Regions from separate parts of the Pan troglodytes genome. Here region 2 is linked to region 1. Evidence: chromatin contacts called from public Hi-C data. All regions are on one chromosome and are shown on one strand. Each heading gives the region's core, a stretch centred on a gene start, on an enhancer-like site or on the middle of the called end of the contact. The rest is flanking DNA. Distances are from core to core; before and after follow the strand shown. Region 1 overlaps LOC107968588 (a long non-coding RNA gene). Region 2 holds the start of SPRED1 (sprouty related EVH1 domain containing 1).

Region 1 (7,285 bases), core at 1,531-4,030:
AGGAAGTTGTTTCTGAGGTTACTGCTCAGCATTTTCCATTTTCTCAGTGGTGGGGTGGGCCGTGTCGCATATCCAGAAGTGATGTCACAGCCAGACCTGCAAAATGATGTAACCTGCAAGTGTTGAAGGACGACGATGGGACAGCTATTTTGATACTCGTATTATTTTATAACATTTCCCTGCTTTTTCCGTTGAGACAACTGTGTGACCTCAGAAAATCCACATAGCCTCTCTGAACTTAGTATTTTTTTGTGTGTTAAAATGAGTATCACAAAGCCGGAGAACGAATGTGATGAAGTTCTGGGTGCTTGTGGAATTCTTTCTAAGTTGGAGGTGGACACTTTATCTACCTGCACAGGTGGAAGATATGTGGGTCTGGAACTCCGGTAAACAAAAAGATCCTATTGGGACCTCTATTTGGTTGACTTTGTGTCACTTTTTACTAGGGCTAATTGTCTAATGTCTCTTTCCACTAGTGTATGCCTCCTTGAGAACATGAACCTTTAAACAACAACAACAACACCACCACCACCACCACCACCACCAAGACAAAGTCCTGTCTGCTCTCCCAGGCTAGAGTGCAGCGTGCAATCGTGCAATCGCAGCCTACAGTAAGGTAGAATTCCTGGCCTCAAGCTATCCTCCTGCCCCACCGTGGCCTCCTGAAGGGCTCCGATTACAGAAGGGAGCCACTGCACCCAGCCAAACCTGTCTTTTATTCTGTATCTCCTGTGCCCAGAGCAGTCCCTGGCCCTGATAAGGGCTCAACAAATATGTTGAGTGAATGAACAAGTACATTCAGGAGTGTAGGGATTGATACTAACTTGTTGGCTGTTTTCTGTTCCTTATAAATCTAAGTAAGAAATAGGGAGAGCATGGTAGGTATTTGGGGTCCTCGGCGAGGCAGAAGTTCAGGAGAAGTTTGAAGGAAAGGGTAGGAAAACATTTTTGAGAGCACAAACATGCTACAAGTGTTTCCTGAAATGCCCCAAAGGAGAGTGCAGCACTCAGGTGGAGGAGTCATTTTTTCCAAGTGAGTGGATGGTTAATACTGGCAAACATGAATCATGTTTTATATTCATAAGGAGTGTGCCTAGTCAATCACTGATTCTTTAAACACCCCAGAGAAGCAGGGCGGGAAGAGTAATGGCCATGCATGATGGACATCGTTGTTTCTTATACGTTGCTCTAAATGTGTCCCCATGGTTCTTGTTATTTTGGGCCTGGTTTAGACTTCTATTTGGTTGCTTTCCTCTGAGGTCTGGAATACACGAATATGTTTTCCACTCAGAAAATCCAATACACTTTTGCATCCCAATCAGGAAGTTGATAAACATGAGATAGTAGAGTACTTGCTACCTTAAATATACCTCCACATGTCTGCAGGAAATACCATTCAAGTAATGCCTAGGTAAGCAAATGCATGCTCCTGTCTTTTTCCCTCACTCTTACACCACACACACACACACACACACACACACACACTGATCAGATGGTAATATAAAGTCTGTTTAAAGATGGGACCTCCACGATTCCTTGTTTGTGTCAGGGGCAATATGCGAAACACACGGCTGCCCACAACTTTGTTTCTTGTCCTGTGGGTCCGTTTGGCTTTTTGTCTTGATGTGGGCATCAACCCTGAGAGTGGAGACTGTTTTTCAGACTGTCCCATTCGTGTCTGTTTAACCAGGTGAATACAACCCACTTAAAAATCTCACATGTGAGGTGATTCCAGGATAGAACAAAAGTTGTACAACAGTAACAGTTGTGGTTTCCCTCCCTTTACAGAACTAGTGAGTTTTCATCAAATCATTGGGTATTTCTGTTTCTTTCTGATTTACAATATGCTTTTGTAGAGCACCTTTATCCTCATTTCAGATTGGTCATTACTAGGCAGTGACTTGAGTCGATCTACCTGACGCTAGCAAATAATCAATGATTCAGAAGGGATTAGTGAAAGCAAGGATCAAAGGTTCTTGTCTGACTACCTCCATAAAGTCAAAAATCTCAAGTGATCATGTTTTATAAATTTTGATTTACTTGTTTTTTTAAAAAGACTATACCTATTTATCTGGAAATACAATTCATTAGCACCTTTTTTCTTAAGAACCTAGAACTCCACATGTTTGGGAATTGTGGATGAGGATAAAGTTTGCAGAGACAGGTCCCAGAAGAGAAAAAAACAAGGATGGTCATTCCGTACTGCCAATTAAGAAATAACCTCAGAGAGGTAAAGTGGCTTGTCTGTTGTCACAAACGGTGGAATTAGAGTTGGATCTCTATTCTCCTGATTTCCAAGACTGTCCTCAAGGCCTCTAGTGCTTTAATGCCAGGGAAGCCTGCTATTTAGATAGAGACCAGACTCTGCATCCCAAGGGACATAAGAAAGCTGCCTCGTCTGATTTGATAAGATTGAGATAGCTATATTGCATACTGCTTTTCCATTTTTGGAAGGTATACATTATTAGCTCAGCTTCCCTTTTCTTCTGCCTTATTTGTCCAGAAGCCAGAAACGTGAAGAGAAGACCTCGCCTTGATTTGCCAGATGACCCCTGGCCTTTTTAGTCAAGTTCCTGGAGAAGTTAGGGTGGAGACTTATTTGTCCTGTGTTTGGGGCAATAAAAGGGGAGGGGCCGCCTCCTCCAGCCTGTTCTAAAAAGCCAAAAAGCAAGGCTGTTTACTCAGACCTGGGCTACTAAGTGCTGGGGTGGCCCATGTTGACTTAAATGAGCCCTTGCAGTTAGGTGGGGCTCTCTGGAGCTGTTAGTCATGTGAGGTTGCCAGGGCAACTTAATGTCTTATGAGTTGGAATGCTTCAAGAAGTACAAAGAGGAGACTACAAGAGTGCATTACAACTTACAGTCATATGTGCAATAACATGTCATCTTTCCTAATGGGGCTTTTATTTTTATTTTATTTTGTGGGATTGAAAGATCAGAAGCCGGAAATTATCTGGAGAGGATAAAGAAAAGGAAAAATTAAAGGAGGGGGCTATTTCTGTTCCTTATGTGGGCAACGATTAAACAAGGAGAACATCTGGTCCTGGAGCGGGTCTCTGCAGCACTGCTTTTAATTACCCCGTCATTTGGTCTCATGCTAAATTAGTGACTGTGGGAGCAGCTCAGATCTCCAAACTGACAGCCCCGAAGAGCTCAACTTAGCCTGCCACATAGTCAGAGGGGAAACACGGAGCTTCCGGTTTCATATTTAAACCAGGGATTGACTCATAATTGTAGCTGTCAGGAGGGTGATGGAGACATTATGTAATCTGGTTCTTATGGCGATGTGTGTTTAAGGTTTCTGCTCTGTAAATTCCAGAGGAAATTTTGTGTCCATTGAGGGAGAGCTTGCTGGCTGCTCTGTGGTGTGCCCTGCAGGGTAATTACAGTGCTATTAAAGGTTCCTAAATCTGCCTGAATCCAAACATGAATGAATTTCCCCCTGAAAGGCCCTCCTGTTTTTCCATAGACTTTTAAATGTGGATGAGGTTAGGCGAAATCTGGCAAACTGCAAAGAGGCAGTATGCTGGCCCAATAGGGAAATGTAATAATGGCAAGCCATTCAGGTCCACAACTATTTTTTTTCTGGACCACGTAGCTTCCCTTACTATTTCCCATCATTTCCAGTCTCAGAGATTCTGAAAGCGGACACCAGTTGCTTCTGGAAACAAAGCGATGAAGCTGTGGATCATTAGTTCCATTTTCATGCTGCTTGTTCCTTGCCTCTCAGAGGTTTCAGCACATCTGTGGACTGGTGTAAGTTTGCAGGGCAGCCAAGGAAGGCTTGAGGCAGATCCAGTGTTTGCTGCCATCAAAAAAAAAAAAAAAGAAAAGAAAAGAAAAAAAAAGTCAGATGAGGCTGTTTAATTTTAAACTAAAAAGAATGTGCTTTTAACTATTTTGCTTCAGGGAGACTTGTGGTATGATGTGATTGTTCTCTGTACCCAAGTAATATAAGTTTTGGCTGCATGATAAGAAGGATTCATTCATAGAGAATAGTGCTGATATTAGAAGAATAACAGTAAAGACAAAATAGAATTTTAAAGGGTGAATGGGAGTTATGGTGGTGGAGTGATGAGGACTGAAACCCTCAGACACCCCCTGATTGCTGATCTGGCTGACCCAGAGTTCTTGCATCTGTTTCTGTACTTTTCCTCTCTTTCTTAAAAAATCCCCAGTCCACCAGTACTTGGAGTGCTATACTTGGCCTTTTCATGACATCGCAGAAGACAATGGAATATAAAAAGTAGTTTTAGTCAAAATTAATAGCTACCTGTGTAAAAATACGTCATCAAAATGCTGGCTATCATAGTCATCATTAATCAATCAATCATCATCATCTATATTGTAATTGATTGCAGTTGGGTGGTCTCTGTTGTAATCTCTATTTTTCTAGAAAAATGAACAATTGGGAGAATTGGATATTTGCCTGTTGGTCTTTGAAACGTGGTACTGGGAGTGAGCAATGTTCACGTAGCAAGAAGATGGAAAGATCAGCACTTGCTTTCCTACCACGCCTTGGAAATTTTTATTTAAGGTCATCCCATAAGTAGAATGGCTTCTCTTACTATGGTGGACCACATTTGCATTTTAGCTTTGCTTACCTAGCTCCAGATATTCACCTGATATGAGAAAGTTATTTTAATGAAAATAATATATTTAATATGCTTGTGTATTTATACACATAGAAATGTATATTCTAAGGAACGATTAAAAATTACCCCTATTCTTTCACAGCCTCAGGCTGTAAAATCTTTATTAGGAAATAGTGACAGTGTAACAACTTGATTTATTTTCTCCCACCAGGCTGAAGTTTTATATGAATATTATCCAGTCACTGTAGCTTGGGACCTTATCATCTGACTGATGGATGATGCAGGGATGGATAATTTCATAAGTTGTCTAGCCAGAGTTTATTCATTTTTCTAGTCATTGAAATGAGAAGACTTGATATGACTCCTATTGAGATACTTTCAAAGGCAGCCATCCTTGTAATGGATTTTCTCTGTCAGAAAATTAGGTACTGATTTGCCTGTTTTTTTTTTCCCTGTACTAGAACTTACCGACGGACTAAGGATTCCTCTTCCAATTAACCCATTCATGCCTGAGGTTGCAATTTTTGGAATTTTTGGAATCAGACCTTGGTGATGACCTTGAGCAGTAGGATATAAATAATTCCCACGTGCTTAGCATTCCAATAATGGAACACCAGGCATAAATAGGTGAAGGGCCATTAGCTTATAGAAAACGATAATCGAAGACAACAAAACAGTATTATCCTGGGGGCTTAAAGAAATTAAACTGAGCATTGGATGGGGTCATCAATAGGACATTTCCCTTTCTTGTCTTTTCTGACTTCTCTATCCAACCACAGGCTTTCATCATTGAGAATGAAGTAGCCAGAAGGGATAATTACCAGAGATAATAACTTATCTTTGATTTTAAAACATTAAGGAATTTTTATTAAGATTTATTAATTTATTAATACATTTAATTTAGTTTGATTAGAATTATAGCTTTAGCTTGGCCTAAAACTGCTCCACCTTTCTAGAATCCTCCCTTCAGTTTTCTGACTCTTGGGCCACATGTGTATTTAGTTCTGTGACAAAGAGCCCTGGCTCCTTCAGGCACGATGCCCACATCATCAAGGTTAGAGGCGATTATAACTGATATGGGTTGCAGTCTGTCCCTGTCCTTGTAAATTCCGGATTGTACTTGCTCACTCCTACTTTCTATCTTATCTTCTCTTCCTGAAGACCCATGCTGTGGACTTCAAGCTCCAGCATCAGGCACAAAGACAACAGCCTTACAAAGACTTCTTAACCAGCCCCCATTGTGTAAGTTCAAATCTCCATAATAAATCCACTCCTCCCAAGCAACACACACACACACACACACACACACACACACACTTCCTAATGGTTTTGCTTCTCTGATTGAATTAATATTACTAATATTAATGTTGTTATGCAGATATCAAAGACCTAGGTAGGATTGTCTCAAGCTCTATTCATTCCCTGTAGAAGTCCAAAGTCCTCCCTAAGTTTTCTCCAAATTCTGTGAAGTCCACATTTTCATGGTCATTTTTGGCACATCTAATTTGCACAAAAGACCCTACAAAGCACTTGTGAGTGTAACGTATTTATTAAAACTTTTGGTGGCACGAGCAGACAGAAGTGCAGTTCATGTTGAAACAAAAATAATTTCAAATTTAACTTCACACATCTTTATTTGTAAAATGTTTCTCCACTATCCCATCCTTAGCGAATAGATACCCTTCCCTCATCCTATAAAATCCCCAGCTTCACAACAGCTCCTTGGTGCCTCTCTCCTTCCCCTTTTTCTCTTTTGCTTTCTGTTTCTCCCAATACTCCCATCCTCTTGTTTTCAAGTGCAGAGAAGCTTAACTATCTCTCTGTTCTTTTATGCTAAGATTATTGTGGATGTACGTCCATGTCCTCAGGATCTAACCTTCTATTCCCGATGGCTATTTTTCCAAGTCAAATACTGTTGCAATAGTTAAGAAAACAGAAATGTTGCCTGGTTACAATGGTAACAGGAGCAGGAAGCATACATTTAGTGCTTACTGTGATCCAAACTCCAAGGGCTCTTTATGTCTTGTCTCGTGAGATTCCTACAAAAATTCAGTGAAGCCTGGCATTATGAGTCCCATTTTAACAATCTTGAAATTAGATCATAGAAAGTAAAAAAAACACAAAAGCAACTACAAAACCTAATATTTATTGAGTTCTTATACATCAGGCACTGTTGTAAGCACTAAATGTGTTTTGTTTTTAAATTGACTCTTCACAACTCTACTAGTTAAAAAAATTATCCCCATTTTACAGATAAAGAAACTGAGACACAAAATTAGGCAATTTTCTCACAATAAATAAAAAGTGGTGCTGTGTATGGAAACCAGGCTGCTTGAATATGGAACTCAGAATACCGTTTGAGAAGGTAAGAAGGTGTTTAAATGTTTCTCATGTAGTCAGTTTCCTAACTCAACTTCATGACACCTTTCCTGGCTGACCGAATATTTCAACCATCCTTACGTTTTATATTTTTCATCCCTGTTTAATTTTTTCTCCATGGTACTTAGTACTGACACATATTTTACTTATTTATTTTTTTTAAATTTTCTGTCCCCACTACCAGGATGTAAACTCCGTGAGGGCAGGGACCTTTCTGTCTGTTTTACTCACGATTGCATCTCCAGGGCTGATAGGAATGCCTTTCACATAGTAGATGCTCAATAAGTAGTTACTGAATGAATCAATAAATGA
Region 2 (7,285 bases), core at 3,007-5,506, 180 kb before region 1:
TAACCATAAAAATTTGCTTTCTATTTACGGAAAAACGGTTCAAACTCAGATTACAACATAGTACGTTTATCATACATGGTCTAATTCTAGTTAACCTAATTCCAAAATCTAATATAATCCCAACTTGCTATTAGAAAGCCTAATACTGACACAGGAAGTGTTTCTGGCTAACGTGAACCTAATAAGCCAAATGCTTATTATTTCAGCTACTTCACTTCTCCAAATGTTTTGGCCAAATTGACAAAAGGACATGCAGTGCTATATACACTCAATACCAAAGGACAAAGACTCTTAAGTATTATATAATATGCCTTTAAATGTTTAAAACTCTATTTAGAAGGCTAATTCAATAATGTAAAATATGGTACAGTTATATCTATCGGAAACATTTGACTGGAGTATTAAACAGTCTCTGCAAATTACCTACAAAACAAACATGTATGTGGCTATTTCCTCTACTATTTATAACACAAATTCTTTTGCTCTAGAGTACGTTTACTATTTTTGAAAAGTAAGATTTTTAAACATAAATGTGAAACAATCTAAGAAATGCTTTATTCTAATTTATTTCTTCCTTACTTGGTTTGGCATTAAAGCAAAGCCCTACACATAACAGATCCCCCACTGATTCTTGATTAAATATATTCTCACAGTCAGCCTAGGAGTTATCCATTTCTCTACATAAAACTTTAATTTCAAATAATAGAGCATGTACTCGAGGATTTCAGAATGAGGCCCTACTGGATTTTACCACAATGGCTATCTAGAAAGGGTTAATGGTTTCCCAGGAAACTGGTGATTTTCACTTTTCTTGAAGGTTGAAATCAGGTGAAAAAGAAACTAAAGAATGTTAAAAATAGTCCCTACTGTAATTAAATCCCTATGAGCAATGGCTTTAAAAAAGAGAAAAGGGAAAAAAATGTAAGGCCCAAATAAAATCCATGTTACGGGGCAGTTTTAAACTGTGCTAAGGCCTTAATGGTTTCTGCCATGATACGTATCTTTCTTCATAATATATGACTATAAATAATAAATTTCCATTTCAAAACGGTTCACCTATTAAAGATGAGACATAAATTACTATATTAAAAGCTACATTCCAAATAAGTTCACTCTGTGGTTTATCTAATGCACAAGCAAACAATGCTGGCTCTAGTAAAACTGATTATCAGATGAACACATTATTTTCTAATATAATAGAGTTTTTTAAAGTAAAACCCCCAAGATTTTGTTCCCATGAAGAGTTTACCAAAATATTATGCTAAATATTATTATCGCCCTGCCCAAACTTAAAAAGTATTACAAAGCTCCTAGGGAATAATTTATTAATAAAGCAGGATAAATTTGTGAAAAAACGATTTTAAAAGTCTGGGTGAGTGAGATAATTTCCAAGTTGTCCCATACTAAGTACATTTAGATGAAAAAAAAAATATTTAAAGCAATCCTCTCACTGAAGATTGCCATCGGTGTTTCAAATATCAACATCTTGGGGATTAAATCACTGGGAGTATTTTCTCAGTTTACTGTAATAGCAGTGGAACGCACTATCACTATACAAAAAAACCTGTTGTCTCAATTTATTTATGGCAAGTATTTAAAAAATGGCCATTTAGAAAAAATATATTTTACTTCTGTTAATTCACATTCCATCATCTGCTTTTTTTATTAGCTGCAACCAGAAGGAAACAAGGAGATATTCACTGCTTTAAGAAAAAAATTAAACTGGTAAGAAGTCTTTTCCCATCTCTAAAAGAAAACTTAACATTTTTAATCCAAACTGTTTGAAAGATACCAATAAAAGTTACCGTCATTCGGTTCAGCATTTTTAGCAGTTCTTCTCCTAAATAACCATTATCTGAGATAGACTTCTTGATCTCCCTCAAAGTAGGTCTAATCTGCAGAAGGCAGGGAGACACTGTACTGCACTGTGAATGGACAGCCAGGTATTTTATGAATGGAGGCGATCACGTGATCCCAGCACCTCCCCGAACTGATATTTCCCACATAACTGTGTCAACATTCTCAGAACAGGGGTAGTTGTTTGTGTGTGCGTATGTTTTTAAATTTAACCTAAAATTTCACATTCTTCTTACCTTCTGAACTCAAAAATCTACACACAGACAAATAAGCCGCGAATTTTTTTTCTTGGGAAATCCTTTCAAGATGTCCAAGGTGATGGATGTTTAATTATTTTTTTTATGAATGAAGAGTGTGCTATGCAAATGAGGGCGATTCACAAAAAGAGACAGAACATGGCTGCCACTTCTGCTTCTACACTGCACTGACACTGCAGCAATGTACCTCCTTCTACACCCGCTCAGCAGAAGCGTGTGTTTTGGGGTGGGGAGGGAGTAAGGGAGGAGGAAATGTTGTTTGGCCTTTCTCTAGCTATTTTACGTTAAACAGGACTCGGTATAGACTTTATAAAGTTATTTCCAAAAGGTCTGACTTTAGTAATGCACTGTATTTAAAGGAATGCATCCAAATGACTAAGTCCTAACTCACTTAACTCTTTCCAACCCTCCGAAGATAAACAAAAGTTGAACTTAATTACAAGAAAACGGATGCTAATATTCTGCTTGGAATTAAATCCCTTCTCAATAGAAAAGTGTTGCCAACCATTATTTCTCCACGCAGCTGTCACGTTAAAGCAAAACATTTAAAAGACGAAGTACTTCGTTTGGAAAGCAAGGAGAAAGCCCAAATAAGCTAAAACTTAAACCGGAATGCTCTAAAAGTTAATGAAATCACCAACATATTCAGCAATGTAAATTCGGTTACATCAACGCAAATCATGTGTTTTCACATAGCTGAAAGGTAAAAATTAGCATTCAAAATTCTTCTCCGTTCCTGAAGACACGTCCAATATTCACAAAGGTAAACTCTAGCTCAACATCGCCCACACTCCAGGTGTCCTTAATCCTATTAAATTCTAAAAATGTTTCCCTAACCCTATTTTTTACAAGAATCTTACAGGTCATAAGTTTAAAAGGGGGAGGGGGGAGAGGGTGAAGGCTTAATCGGTATTTAAGAGTCACTGACTCATCGAATTAAGATTCAAGAGCAGTTTGCTGCAGGAGGTGCTCCCACACATTAGTTTCCAAGTGAAACAGCTATAAAGGAAGTAGGATGGATACTGAAGGTATGGTGACTGGTATGTGAGTGAAAAAGGACGGGACAGGGGTCTAACAGGCAAAGGGGTAGTTTCTACTCCACTTCCATCCATCCACATTATTCCCTCTCATAGACGTACAATTGCCATCCTCTCCCAACACTTAATCCCCTACCCCAAAAGAAAGCAACTCAATGTGGGAGGATGGGGAGGGGTGCTGCCACTAAAAATGGCTAAAGAAATCAGCTATCTCCAGAAGATGCACTGAACTCTCCAGGGTCGCAAGCTTTCCGGCACCCAAGTTTCGGATGGGTCTGGGGGAGAGCCGAGGGCGGATAGGGGGAGGGGGATTAGCAATCGAGATCAATGAGGCGCTTACTCGTTGTCAGAAGTCGCCGTCTCCTCGCTCATCTTTCCCTCACCGTGATCCGATCTGGAGATGGAGGAGCAACAGCAGGCGGGGGAGCAACAGCAGCACCGAGGGGCAGGAGGCAGCGGCGGCCGGGGGGGCGCGGGGGCAGCGGCACAGGGGCCTCACCATGGTGGATGCCTCACCCAGAACGGTACCCCCCCAGCCGGGAACCCCGGCCACCCCCGCAGGGGGGTGGCGGCAGCAACCTCCGCCGTGGCGACCCCAGCCTCTTCCCCCGCCTCAGTGCCCAGCCAAGGGATCCGAGGAGGCCCGGTGGAAAGGGAAAAAGAGAGGGGCTGCAAAGGCTGACTGGAGAGCTGCTCCTCCAGCCACTGGGGTGGAGCGCAGCGGGGTCCGGCCAGGAAGGAGTCGGCGGGCGGAGAACCCGGGAGCAGAGGCGGCGCTTCCCTCAGGGATGCGGCGAGGAGGAAGCAGAGCTCCGCTCGGTGGGGGCCGGCGGGGGGGTGCCGAGCCCAGGCTCCGGGCAGCGGCGGCGCGGTCCTGCCGGAGCCCACCCCACCATCTCCCGCCTCGCCGCCGGCTGCCCCTCAACCCCCGGCGGCGTCTGGGTCGGTCCTCAGGCGCGGGCAGAGCAGGGCTAGGGGCCCCGCGGCGGCGGATTCCTCCAGACACGCTCCAGCCGGGACTCCTCCTCAGGGGGGTGGAGGGGGCGGCGGGGAGCGTGTGAGGCGAGGGGCAGGCAAACCGATCGTTCCCACCCGACCGGAGAAGAGCGGGCGGGCCCGGGTCCGGGGGGCAGGATCCCGAGAAGCGGCGGGAGAGGACAAGAGCAGCCGCAGGTTCCCCGCCAGCCAGTGCCCACCAGCAGCTCAGCGGGCCAGCTCCTCACGCCCGAGAGAGGGGAGCCGCGAGGGGGGCGGCGGAAGCGCTCACGCCGCCCGCTCCTTCCGCCGCCGCCGCCGCTGCCCGAACCGGGGGCGCCCGCGAGAGAAGGAGGCGAAGTAGTCCCTCGCGACTTCTCCCGGCCGCCCGCTTTCCCCGGAGGCCAGAGCGGGCGCGGGGTGGGGCTGCCGAGCGGGATGCCCAGGCTGTGAGGGTGCGTGGGTAGGACTAAAAGCCGCGGCCTCCGGGCGAATCACTGCAACTCGAAGTCATGTGCAGCATAGCAAGTTTCAGGAAAGTAGTTCCCTCCTCCCTTCATTTCCCAAATCGTTGTCGAGCCACTTAGCGGAGAAAGGGGGGAGGGAGGCGGAGGGATATCCTCCCTGCACCGTGCTCGGTGTGCGTGCGCGCGCTCCAAACTCTTGGCACGCCGCGAAAGGGGGCGGGGGTGGGAGCTGCGAGGGGAGCTGCTAGGGAGGTTGCATTGTTGTGGCGCGTTACTCCCCGTTACTCTGCTTGGAATATCCGGGTTGCTTGAACGAAGAGGCTAGAAAGACAGTGTGCTCAGAGGGGAAATCTGGAGGCTACTCTCTTCTGCCGTGTGTGTGTGTGTGTGTGTGTGTGTGTGTTTTCCTTGCAGAGCAAAGAATGGAACTGGCATGAGTTCATTTTTAGTTAGTGGGGGTTAGAAGCAGGGACTGCAAAGAGAGCTCCTCCTGCTGTCCCCCTGGTTGCACTGCTGCAGTCCCCTAGCTGCATGCACGAAGTGTATGTGTGTGTGTGTGTGTGTGTGTGTGAGAGAGAGAGAGAGAGAGAATATGAGAATGTATGTGTGTTTTAACACCTCGCCTCGCTGCCTGGATTCTTACTGCGCAAGGGGTATGCTATCAGGGCATTCATCTCGGAAAGCTGGAGTGATTGTTAATGGAGAACGACTTCCATTGAAGCCCAGGGTAGGCGTGTTACATGAATCTGGCGCAGCCAGAACGGAGGAAATAACTCCCGCTGCGAGTGAGGTTGCATAACTATAGCGCAGGAGATGCTTCTGTGGCACGAACTGCTCTGAACGGAGGCGGACCGATTGGATAGACAGCTGTCACGAATGCATTGTTAGAAGACAATGTATGCATTCATCTCAAAAGATTTTTGCACAGAAACCTACTGGGGTTGCGGGCTGGAGCCTAAGGTCAGCCCAGCCACAGGAGTCAGAGCTCCTGGCTCTGCAAATTCTATTATCTGTTCTCCACTTAGAATACCAGCCTGTACATGAACCACCTTAGGGGACTGAATCCCAAGTGCTCCCAAGCTCCTGACGCATCTTCCCAGATATAAGTCTCGCCCTGCGTGCAATGTTTTTCTCTTCCTTCTCAGATTTGTGCGACCTAAGAATGAAGGTTGCCGCTGGTGCCACATTAAAGAGAACAATTCCCGAGGGAAAAAAGAAGTTGGGAGAACCTCGTTAACAAGGCAGCACTCCTCTTCTACCATCCCTCTCCAGGAATCGCAGGATTGTTGTTCTGAGAATGAGCGTGCACAGTAGTGCACTGTTAACAGTGTTTTGCACGTAGCAGGTGCTTAATAAATGTTTGACGAATGAACAGAGGCGCTAAACCGGTCAATGTACCCAAAAAACCATCCCATTGATTTCTGAGGTCTCTTTATGTAACTTGATTCCTGCCTCAGCAGCAGCATTGTCCTTACTCTTGAGAAAGAGAGGGGCAATGTTGGTGATGGTCTGTGCTAGACATGACCTCTAAACCTGCCTTTTTGAACTTATTCTTGCCAAGAACTTATACATGGGAGTGTTGATACTGGCCTCTTCCCCTTCCAGGACTACTGTTAACCAGTTAGGCTGCTCAAGTTTCAGTCAAGTACCATCAGTTATAATCTGTGTTCTTATCCAAGTTACTGAAACTCTGGGCCTGCATAAAATGGGGATAATAGTACTTAACTTACAGAGCTGTTGTGCTGATGAACGAGATAATAATATACAGAGTTACTTAGAACAGATTAAGAATTCACAGTAAGAATAAGTCCTAGTTCTTACTACTGTTTTGTCAGAGATAGTAATAAACTTCATGGCAAAATAGTGGCAGGTGCTCTGAGGATTAAATGTAAAGCATTCAATATTCTTGTTCATGCATTCAACAAATAATTATCAGTTGCTAGACACATGGCCTGGTCCTTAGTAAGCCATTAATAAATGAAACTATCACAGTTATTATGATTAAGTAAATAGAAGGAAAGTCGGTCATTTGCAAAGGCCTTTATCTTTTGAAGATTTGCATCTGTTTGAGGTTCTAGTGTATCAAGGAAATTGTCAGTATAGTCTTTGGAAGAATCTTGGTTGTCATGAGCCAGGCACTGTGCTGGCTATTTCCACATTCCACATACACCACACACTGCTTACATAAAGGGAGCAAGATGTGATCAATAGCCCAAATTAATGCTTTAAAGATTGCTCTCAACTCCACGACCAAGACATAGTCACCAAACCATCCACAGCCTTTGGTGGTCCTATGCCATTTCTAGAACACTTTTGTGCCCTTTTTTCAACAACGCATTTGTAGTTCTCTCACCCAGTTGTTAAAGATCTCACCAACTTTTTAAAAATTTGCTTTGGTTTAGCAGAGCTCAGAGTCTTCTACTCTGAAGCAGTCAGAAATGGTGCTACTGCTCAGAGCCAAGGGATCTTCTAGTCTGACTGTCAATCACTGGCTGCTCTATACTCAGGAGGCCTCGACTTATCTATCCGGGTGTCTGGACCTTAAGAGTAAAGAGACGTACCAACCAAAGACAATGTGTGAGATCTTATTTGGATCGTGACTTAAATATTTTTAAATTTGGGACAACTGGAGAGATTTGAACATTAACTGGAGATTTGATGAAAACAAGGAATTTTTTTTAAGTATTGGTTT

The links. A called contact is a pair of places that touch in the nucleus more often than the background predicts.
Region 2: a Hi-C map of stem cell-derived neural progenitor cells shows a contact between it and region 1, with 4 times the contacts expected there. The contact joins the promoter of SPRED1 here to the enhancer-like site in region 1. A contact is called at or near these places in 1 of 7 Hi-C or Micro-C datasets (stem cell-derived neural progenitor cells) and 1 of 1 datasets of contacts at active chromatin or transcription factors (stem cell-derived excitatory neurons).

Annotation. Positions count from the first base shown.
Region 1 is chr16:30,014,551-30,021,835 of NHGRI_mPanTro3-v2.0_pri, reverse strand. It overlaps LOC107968588 (a long non-coding RNA gene), which reads left to right. Exons shown (of 9, transcript XR_010151594.1): 1 at 1-386; 2 at 477-616. Among named protein-coding and RNA genes, the nearest start is that of TMCO5A, 130 kb to the right of the region's middle. Within about 2 kb of position 2,780, at least 12 of the 24 cell types and tissues checked have an H3K27ac peak or open chromatin away from gene starts, as enhancers often do. A contact at or near this core is called in stem cell-derived neural progenitor cells, where this site is marked.
Region 2 is chr16:30,199,626-30,206,910 of NHGRI_mPanTro3-v2.0_pri, reverse strand. It overlaps SPRED1 (sprouty related EVH1 domain containing 1), which reads right to left and starts at 4,256. Exons shown (of 8, transcript XM_063794713.1): 1 at 3,492-4,256. The coding sequence starts at 3,523.